Linked DNA regions of Sus scrofa: region 1 is linked to region 2. Evidence: chromatin contacts called from public Hi-C data. All regions are on one chromosome and are shown on one strand. Each heading gives the region's core, a stretch centred on a gene start, on an enhancer-like site or on the middle of the called end of the contact. The rest is flanking DNA. Distances are from core to core; before and after follow the strand shown.

The links. Hi-C and Micro-C count contacts between places; a contact is called where the count stands out from the background.
Region 1: a Hi-C map of subcutaneous adipose tissue shows a contact between it and region 2, with 1.7 times the contacts expected there. The contact joins two enhancer-like sites. A contact is called at or near these places in 7 of 47 Hi-C or Micro-C datasets (embryonic fibroblasts, epiblast stem cells, fibroblasts and 4 more).

The regions. Positions count from the first base shown.
Region 1 is chr1:203,635,417-203,640,311 of Sscrofa11.1, forward strand. No RefSeq gene overlaps it. Among named protein-coding and RNA genes, the nearest start is that of DENND4C, 37 kb to the left of the region's middle. Within about 2 kb of position 2,600, at least 46 of the 83 cell types and tissues checked have an H3K27ac peak or open chromatin away from gene starts, as enhancers often do. A contact at or near this core is called in subcutaneous adipose tissue, where this site is marked.
Region 2 is chr1:203,395,758-203,401,098 of Sscrofa11.1, forward strand. It overlaps ACER2 (alkaline ceramidase 2), which reads right to left. Exons shown (of 7, transcript XM_001926911.5): 4 at 797-934. Among named protein-coding and RNA genes, the nearest start is that of ACER2, 17 kb to the right of the region's middle. Within about 2 kb of position 3,429, at least 13 of the 83 cell types and tissues checked have an H3K27ac peak or open chromatin away from gene starts, as enhancers often do. A contact at or near this core is called in subcutaneous adipose tissue, where this site is marked.

The DNA of each region.
Region 1 (4,895 bases), core at 1,350-3,849, 240 kb after region 2:
TGGGCCTCAAATATTTAAGAGTCTCAGAGGAATGTAATTGGTTCTGAAGGAACAATTCATGGTAGAAGAACCTGTCTCACAACTTGGAATCCTAAGACTATAGAATTTCAGAGGCTCACACCAGCTTGCATTTCAGAAATTATTATCTTATCCAGCTCATTACAGATGAAGTAACTGAAGCCTAGGAAAACAACATAGTAACTGTGTGACCTTGGGCAGTTTAGTTATTTTCTTTTGCCTCACTTTTCTCATCTATTAAATTGATCTTAGAGTGTGAAGAAAAGGGAACCTTCCTGCACTGTTGGTGGGAATGTAAATTGGTGCAGTCACTATGGAGAACAGTATGGAGGTTCTTTAAAAAACTAAAAATAGAACTACCATATGATCCAGCAATTCCACTTCCATATGTATATATATCTGGAAAAAACAAAAACACTAATCCAAAAAGATACATGCACTCCACTGTTCATAGCAGCACTATTTATAATAGCCAAGACATGAAAGCAACCTAAATGGTCATTGGCAAATGAATGGATAAAGAATTTGTGACATATATATATATAGGTGTTTCTTAAAAAACAGAAACAAACTCACACACAGACAACCAACTCGTGGTTACTAAAGGGAATAGTGGGAGCAGGAAGAGATAAATTAGGAATTTGGAATTAACAGATATACCCTGTTGTATATACACAATAGATAAAAGAACCTACTGTATAGCACAGGGATCTATATTCAGTATCTTGTAATAGTCTCTAATGGAAAAGAAACTTTTTTTTTTTTTGTCTTTTTGCCTTTTCTAGGGGTGCTCCCTTGGCATATAGAGGTTCCCAGGCTAGGGGTCTAATTGGAGCCGTAGCCACCGGCCTATGCAAGAGCCACAGCAATTCAGGATCTGAGCCACGTCTGCAACTTACACCACAGCTCATGGCAACGCAGGATCCTTAACCCACTGAGCAAGGCCAGGGATTAAACCCGCGACCTCATGGTTCCTAGTCGAATTCATTAACCACTGCGCCATGACGGGAACTCCAAGAATCTTTTTTTTGCTTTTTAGAGCTGCACCCATGGTATCGAGTTTCCCAGGCTAGGAGTCTCATCGAAGGCTACAGCTGCCAGCCTACACCTGAGCCATAGCAATGCCAGATCCGAGCCGCATCTGCAACTTACACCACAGCACACAGCAACGCCAGATCTTTAACCCACTGAGCGAGGCCAGGGGTCAAACCTGCAACCTCCTGGTTCCTAGTCGGATTTGTTTCCGCTATGCCACGATGGGAACTCTTGGAAAAGAATCTTTAATAGAATATATATATATATATATATATATATATGTGTATGTGTGTATATATAACTGAATCACTTTGCTATACACCTGAAACTAACACAATATTGTAAATCAATCATACCTCAATTGAAAAAGAAGAAAGTTAACTCTGAAAGATATGCAGCTTTCTTCTGAGTAATTTCAATTCTCACATAGAAGGCACCTATTTCAGACTCTAATTCAGCACAACAGATCTGAGTGTAAATGAAATAACATGCCTCTGAATTTTCGTGGAGATTTTACTGAACCCTAAATTTCATACTAGTCATTCTTACATATGTATTTTTTTCATATAATAGAGAGTACTATATACAATCAAAAGGAAATCTTTTGCCTAGCCATAACCCCTGTGTCTCCATTCCCCTAACTGCAAATGACCAGGTTCTTACTTATCATTTCAGAGATATTTAATGCATTTTTCTGATATAAGAAAGCAAAACTTCAATACACATTTTATTTGATCCTCACAAAAATTCTATTAGGTAAATAGAAGAGGATTCCTTCCTGATCACAGAATTGAAAATGGAGGCTGAGGTGTTCCTGCTGTGGTACAAGGGAACGCAGGTTCGTTCTACAGCCTGGTACAATTGGTTAAGGATCAAACATTGGCTGCAGCTGCAGCAACTGTACTTGGCTCTGATCCCTGGTCCAGGAACTCCATACGCCATTGGGCTGCCAGGAAAGAAAGAAAGAGAGGAAGGAAGGAAGGAAGAAAGAAAGGAAGGAAGTGGGGGCTAAGAGAAGTGAATCAATTATTATAACTCTGTTCTACTGATAGGTTGATCACATAGTGAGGTCTTTATAGAGCACCTCTTGCATCTAGGCATTGGGCTGAGGAGTAGAGGCAAGACTCCAAGTTCAAATGCTTTACATCTTGGTGATATTTCTATTACTTGGAGTGGTTCCTGAATGCTTCCATTTAAGAGAGTGAATGTCTGTGGGAGTTCCCATTTGGTGCAGTGGGTTAAGGATCCAGCATTGTCACATATCTGTGGCTTAGGTGGCATGGTGCCACCAAAAGAAAAAAAAAAAAAAAGACTGAATATTTTAAAATTTGTAGAGGTCTTCATACAATGTAAGCATATTTACTAGAGAAATCTTAATTCACAAGTATAATACCCAATGTTATTCTGCAAAAGCTGAGGCCAAAGGAAAGAGAAAAGTAAAGGCTGACTTTTCTAACTATAGTACTTGCCTGACTAGGCAGCAAGATTTTAAAGATTTCTTAGGAAACCTCAACTGTTACAAGGAAGTGTTGCTTTTGGTTTAATGTTTATCCTGCTAGTGCACTCCACCCTTAAATGATCTTAGTGACTAATAGGACTGGCACCAGTTCTCCCTTACCAGATGTGAATTCCACTTATCGTCTTGTTTTTTGTGCCTTTTGCTGATTTGTAGTCACAGGCAAAATTAAAGAACTTCTTAAACAAGAATAGGCAATGATGTCTTTGCTCTTTGATTTTGAAATTGGCCTTGCACGATGGCCTCACCTAAAAGTCCTGTGGTTAGTTGTTCTTACGTTCCCTGACAGTGAGAGGGCCCTCCCTGGCCACCCGCAGTGACTCAGAAGGCAGCTGCAGAGAACAGGAAGACCAGAGATTCATGTGACAAGCCGTCAGCCTTTACCAGGGCAGACAAAGCAGGTGGACGTCTCTCCTCCTCCTTCCCTCCTCAGCTTTATGTTGCATTTCTGTTTTTTTTTTTTTTTTTTTCTTCCTCAAACTGCTCTGAATTTTCTCCTTGACCTAGTTTCATCTGTGGAAAAATGCTGTCCGGAAGGGCCTGCTGAGATTTTGTCTGGGCCTGCATCCCTGAAGAAGGCCAACAATCTGTTTGCACACCAAGAATGGAAAAAATGTTTCCATGCTCCAGAAGTTACTGAACACACTCTTTCCAAAATGAATCGATTCCTTCTATCAGGGATAGTTTTCAGTAATTGGGAAAACAAAGCTCTCAATATTCAGTAACCAGCCTCTAGATTTCAAAAGAGACCACACATCCTTACAGTTTCTTGCAGTTTTTCTTGGCCAAGTTTAAGTCATTGTTTGGACCAACATTAGAATCATAAAGCTTAGGGAATTGTTATCTTTAGAGAGGGATCCAGTAATCCGTGATTTTTTTTTTTTCTTTTTTCTTTTTAAGGCCATACTTGTGGCATATGGAAGATCCCAGGCTAGGCGTGAAATTGGAGATATAACTGTCAGCCTATGCCACAGCCACAGAGACACCAGATTCGAGCAGAGTCTGTGACCTACACTGCAGCTCCTGGCAATGCTAGATCCTAATCCACTGAGCGAGGCCAGGGATTGAACCCTCATCCTCATGTATACTAGTCAGGTTTGTTACAGCTGAGTCACAATGGGAACTCCCTAATCTGTGATTTTTAACTAGCGCTATTGATCTCAGAGAGACAGCATTGAGTGATGGCTTGAAGTGAGATCTTGATTCCCTGCTCAGGAATTGAACCTGGGCAGCCTGGGTGAAAACCAGGAATCCTAGCCAGTAGAACAGCCAGAGGCTGAAAGAAGAATTGCCTTAATTCTTGCCCCCTGTTGAAAGCAAGAATGTTTCAAGGAGGCAAAAACTGTAAAAATAAGTACAAAGTTTATTATTAGAGACATACTACAACATGTGGAAGAGCACATAGAGGGGTAGTTTATTTAATCCCACTGTGGTCCAATGGGATTGGCGGTGTCTCTGCAGTGCCAAGGCATAGGTTCAGTCCCTGACCTGGCACAGAGGGTTAAAGGATCTAGTGTTGCTTCAGCTGTGGCATAGGTCAAAGCCGTGCCTTGGATTGAATCCTTGGTCCAGGAACTCCAGATGCCAGGGGATGGCCAAAACAGTAATACACACCCAAAAGAGGAGAGCATTTAAATCACTTATATAAGACAGTTTCTCTGGGTCTTTGTTTTCCTTTGGCCAATTATCTTCTTTTATTTCTCATATCCGATCCCACCCAGGGCCCTCCCAGATATGCATGTGCCTCTTTTGGCCAAGATGGATTCCAGGGCAAAGTGTTATGGGACAGCTAACAGGACTTATTATGGCCTGGTGTACCCTCCCTCTTTGACCCTAGGATTCTTTCTGAACATGTGTAACTGGGGAGGTATCCTTGACCCCAGGAGTGATTGATGTGGTCATGTTATCTTTTTTTTACTCCAGCAGAGTTCAGCTCCTGTCATTAACTTTCTCCCTGAGGTGTAAAAGAGAAGCAAGGCCTAATTAACTCAGCTTAACAAGTGCCAGAATTACTGTCCTGGCTCAGTGGTAATGAATCTGACTAGCATCCATGATGATGTAGGTTCGATCTCAGGCCTCTCTTAGTGGGTTAAGGATCCAGTGTTGTCGTGAGTTGTGGTGTGGTTCACAGATGTGGCTCAGATCTTGCGTTGCTGTGGCTGTGGTGTAGGCCAGCAGCTGTAGCTCTGACTGGACCCCTAGCCTGGGAACGTCCATGAGTGTGGCCCTAAAAAGAGAAAAAAAGAAGCAAAAAACCCCCACAAGTCACTGCTGTTCTTAGCCCAGGGCCCATCTACTTCCTACAACTAATTTTTATGTTTGAAAT
Region 2 (5,341 bases), core at 2,179-4,678:
AAGGGCAGTGGTTAGAGGTATATTAGTTGGGGGGCAGTCATAAACATACAAGGGCTAAACTAAAATGTTTCTAGATGTCAATCTGACCTCTGCACACACAGGTTCCCAAAAGAAAAGGCTTACGCAAATAGCAAAGGCTTGGAGCTCCCACTGTGGTGCAACAGGATGGCCTCTTCAGAGCACTGGGACACGGGTTTGATACCCCTGCCCCGCACAATGGGTTAAGGATCTAGCATTGCCACACCCGAGGCTTAGGTTGCAACCTTGGCTTGGATCTGATCCCTGGCCCAGGAGCTCCATATGCCATAGGGTAGCCAAAAATTGGGGGAAAAAAATAGCAAAGGCTTTACCTGATAGTAAAAAAGAAAATAGGCCTCAGAGAAAGCAGCAAACACTGCTTTGTACATAATCATTCATATCTTTTTCCTGTTGCATGTAAATGCAATAGCCTTTGGGGGGCTTTTCTTTTCTCCTTATTCTTGGTCTATGAACACTTCTCTTCTCCTTCCTACAGGCTCAACTTGAGGCAGCTTGGTCTAGGCATTCACCAGGTGTTTGAGAAGTTCCTCCTCAGCTAGCTTTGTTCAGGAGATGCAATGCATTTACTGTTCCTCTCTTTCTGAAAATGAGACCATTAACATTTTGAAGCAAACCATCAAACTTGATGCAATCCAAGCATCAGGCATTACCCTTTGTGAGGACTAACTCCTCTTCCACACTCAAGGGCAGTAAAAGAATCAGGAGCTGATGTGCCCCTGTGTCACAAGGACGGCATCGGGGACAGGTGGGCACCCACCTCCTTAGCTCTGCAATGAGCAGTGCAGTGCAAGGAACACCCAGGGTCATCAGAGAGATGTTGTTGATGGCAGGCTTGACAAACGCCAGGCACGTTGTAACTGCAGACAGGACGCAGACCACGGCCTTGAACCTGCCCCTATACGAGTGAAAGCAAAGGACATCCGTTAGCAAAGGCGGTCTTGTTTGTGCGTTTGAATCTTGGCAAAGTCCAGACCCTACTGATGGCATTGCCAGCTGAAAAGAAATTCTGCACTAAGTACCAGGATTTTCAATACCACTCTTACTCACTAGCTCAGTAATTCTAGCAATGTATACCTAGGAAATAAACAGAAAAATTTTAAATATCTAGCCATGAAAATGGTAAAATTAGAATCAACCTAAGTCCCTAAGGGTGAGAGATGGATACTTGGTTTTTTAGAATTACTTTTTGGCATTTCCTTCATATGTTTGACAGCACGATTGGGCAAACCCGTTCCATAAAGGGTCAGATAGTACATATTTTAGGTTTTGTCATTCAAAGGGTCTCTGCAGCAGCTACTCAACTCCGCCATTGTAGACAAGAAGTAAGGGAATGGGTATGGCAGTGCACCAATAAAACTTGATTTGCAAAACCAAGGGGCCCATTGGCTGTAGAACATTGTCTGTCAAGCCTTGTTATACATGTTCACCTTGTAGGACTTTTATAAGAAAAACAGAGGCTATTTACAAACCATAAAACTTCCTAGTTTAAAAGAAAAAGAAAATGCCCTTTGTGTCTAGCACACAAAAGTTAGAGTCTAGGGGAGTTCCAGCCGTGGCTCAGAAACGAATCTGACTAGCATCCATGAGGATGCAGGTTTGATCCCTGGCCTCATTCAGTGGGTTAAGGATCCAGCATTGCCATGAGCTGTGGTGTAGATCACAAACATTGCTCAGATCTGACATTGCTGTAGCTGTGGTATAGGGTGGCAGCTACAGCTCCCATTTCAACCCCTAGCCTGGGAACCTCCATGAGCCTTGGGTGCAACCCTAAAAAGACCACCCTCCAAAAAAAATTAAAGTCTATAATTCTAGTATCTATATTTACTGACAATCCACAGGCCAGCAGGCATTGGAGTTCCGTGTTAAGTCTGTGACAGGACAAGTCTAGAAAAGTAACTGATAACATCCTGACACCCTTCAGTGAAGGTACTTTTGGTAGAAAGAGTAAGAAATGGTGACGTGACCCTGGACATGCTCCTCCTCCTCTCCCAGGGACTCCATTTCCTTAAAACAAGAGGTCTTAGACAATCTCTAAGGCCACATCCACAACTGAACATGAGAAGCACATGATTTTCCTGAAGTTTCTGTAATTTCTCATTAGCACAATTTTCTTTGGCCAAGAGCCCTGAAAGGATCACAGTTAGGAAGCTAATCTAAATGAAATTCCACTAAAAAGAAATCAAAGTGCATGGAAACCTTCAAAATACAAAAGTATCTCTTAAAGAGGAAAACCACTTATCATCAAGGTACAGGATATCATTGATCAAGCTGCCAAGGTTCTGACTGGAATGAACAGGAATTGTAGCCTTGAACTTTGGCTGAAGGGAAAATGTATATACATATACGTGGGAAAGAGTCCAGGCGGCAAATCCTCAGGAGAATCATGTTTTCCTCCTGGCCTTGGCTGGCATCCTCCTGCACCTCAGCCTGAGGATGGCAGCCTCATGTGACCCCTGACCCCCATCATGCACATGGCCCTTGAGGATCCACAGTAACTCTATCACTGGGTTGGAGGTTTTGTGACACATGTCAAGGCTTTCTGGCCTTTGGGGTTTGGAAAAACACATAATGAGATACTTCCAGATTGCATCACCTCCCTATATCCAGTGGTTTCCATTTCAGACACAGGATACAGAGCAACAGAGTGATTCAAAGCACAGGTGTTCCAGGGAGACCCGTGTATGTTCACATTCTGCCCGCATTACTTAGCAGCTGTGGGGTCTTTTGCCAGTCACTAATACGCTTCCAGCTTCAGGTTTTCCCCACAGAAATCAAGACACCTGCCTCAGAGTTCCTGTTGTGGCTCAGCAGAAACAAATCTGACTAGTATCCATGAGGACACAGGTTCGATCCCTGGCCTCACTTAGTGGGTTAAGGACCTGGCATTGCCATGAGATGTAGTGTAGGTTGCAGACACGGCTCAGCTCTGGCGTTGCTGTGGCTGTGGTTTAGGCCAGCTGTGACAGTTCCAATTTAGCTCCTAGCCTGGGAACCTCCTATGCTGCGGGTACAGCCCTAAAAAGCCAAAAAAAAAGACACCTGCCTCGAGGTGGTCTTGCAAGCATCAGAGCACTCCACACAGTGCCTGGTACATGGGGTGTGCTAATAAAATCCATTCTTACTGTTATCATGACCATTATTTAGAATAAATGTTATTTTAAATAATATTATTGTTGATAATATCACACTCTTGGGAAAAACCTGTCTGAGCTGGTGCTGCAGTCACCAAAGGCACTAGAGAGTACTGCCAAAGAGTTCAAAGGCAGTGAGCTTGACGAAACATGCTTTCTTTGAGGGGAACGTGGGCAGACACCTCCCCACCACTCCCCAGAGAGTGGAGAGGAATGTGCTTCTGGAAGGCGGCATAACCAATGAGGACATCCTGTGAATACACGATTCTACAACCAGAAGTCAACAGGGGTCACGTGGCCAGCCCAGCCGACCCCGGAGTCACCAGAGGCCCTGGAGATAGAGAAAGCTGGAAATATCTGGAAAGCAAGGGGCCCCAGTAGGTTGTTTTCTAAACAACCCCTGAGAGTCACAAGACTCCCGCATTCAGTCCTGGCAGGTCCACCCCTGTCATTTTGTAAGTGAGGAACTGATATGGCCCAGAGAGTCCAAGACAGTGGCCCCAGGTCATCAGCCAGAGAGAGCAAGACAGGCAGACCAGCCTGCAACCTTGGCTATTCAGAATTCAAAAAAATGAACTGGATCATAAAGTGAGGGCTGTCCCTAAATTTGGTAGATGCAACCTCATAAAAACCATAGCAGGATAATTTCTCCAGAAAATAATTAGCCTATAACAGTTCATGTTTTTTTCCTCAAAACAAAATTGTCAAATTATTAACAACCATCAACAGTTAAGTATAAAGCCGGACAATTCCTAGGACAGTCTAGGCAAGATGAGAGAAGGTGCTTTTTGAAAAATCCCACCAATTATTCCTATTTACATGGTGAACTTTAATAATTTCCCTGCTGTTCTAGATATCTTTATTTTCAAAATGCTTATCCATATTAGCCATTCATGATAACTGCTAGCACTTATTGAGCCTTTATTTTGTACAAGACTCTACTATACACTTTATATGATTTTCCCATCTATTTCTAACCTCTAAGGTAGGTACTTTTACTATTTCCACTTTACAGATGTGCAAGATGAGGTATCAGAGCTCAGAAAAGAAAAGTGGATTGTTATCGACTCCATCTCTGTCTGACCCAAAGTCATTTAGCCACCACACTGTCCCCTCTCTTCTCCAGAAATCTCACACTGAAACTACTCCTAGCATTTTTTTTTTTTAGAAACATTCCAGAAAAAAAGAGAGAAATGTTAATTATCTTGTAAGTTCAAGCAGCTAATCCTCAGTCTCCAGAAATCCTGGTTTTGACCTGAAAATCTGTGACCTGGCCTGCCACTCTAGGGCAGAGCCACGGCCTGTTTCCACACCATGGGCAGTGAAGCCCACACAGAGGGGTCTGGCCTTCATGCCTTCTGACTCTCCAGAAAGTTCTGGCAAACAGGGTAGACAAATGGAGCTGAAGTTCTTATTTACAGTGAACTACTCCTCCTCCTATAATATACACCTTTTCTTTCTTAGCTCATTAAAATTATCGATATTCATTCCCTCCTTCAATTTGTATGCACATCTCAGAAGTGCTAGGCAGACATCACCTCACGCTGTTGGTAGTCACGAGAACTAACCTGGAGCACCCATCACATTCTTAGTACTAGACAAAATCACAATCATCTCACGAGAACCCTGAGGTGAATGCAATTAGTCACCCCACTCTACAGATGAGGAAACAGATAGTTCAAGACTCAAGAGGAGTTGTACAATTGGTAAGCAGGGAAGCTAGGATTCAAACCCAGGTCGTCTCCAAGGCCATGGATATAGACATATAGGGTGCTCAGTGCCTCCAAAGGATTCTTCCCAAACTGAAGACAGAAGGAAGGGCCCCGCGCTCTCCGGAGAAATGCCGCAGAGAACTGGCCATGGAAGAGTCCCCTGTGGTCAGAGACCACCCTGCTGCCCAGTGTGTTTCATTATTAAAGTCAGTAAACTTTCATTGCTACAGCCTCACCCCGTTTTCTTCTCGCCTGCTCCCACCCTCAAGAAACAAGAGAAAATAATTCTCTATTATGAACATGTTAAAAACTGTCCCGAAGAATTTCAAACCCAGGCCTCGAGAGCACCACAAACAATAAACAAAACCCTTATTGCCATTTCGTCAGCTTCTCACCCAGATCCCAGGGCTCCACCCAATCAGACTGAACAGCAAAGTGTCTCCTCAGCTCTCAGCCTAA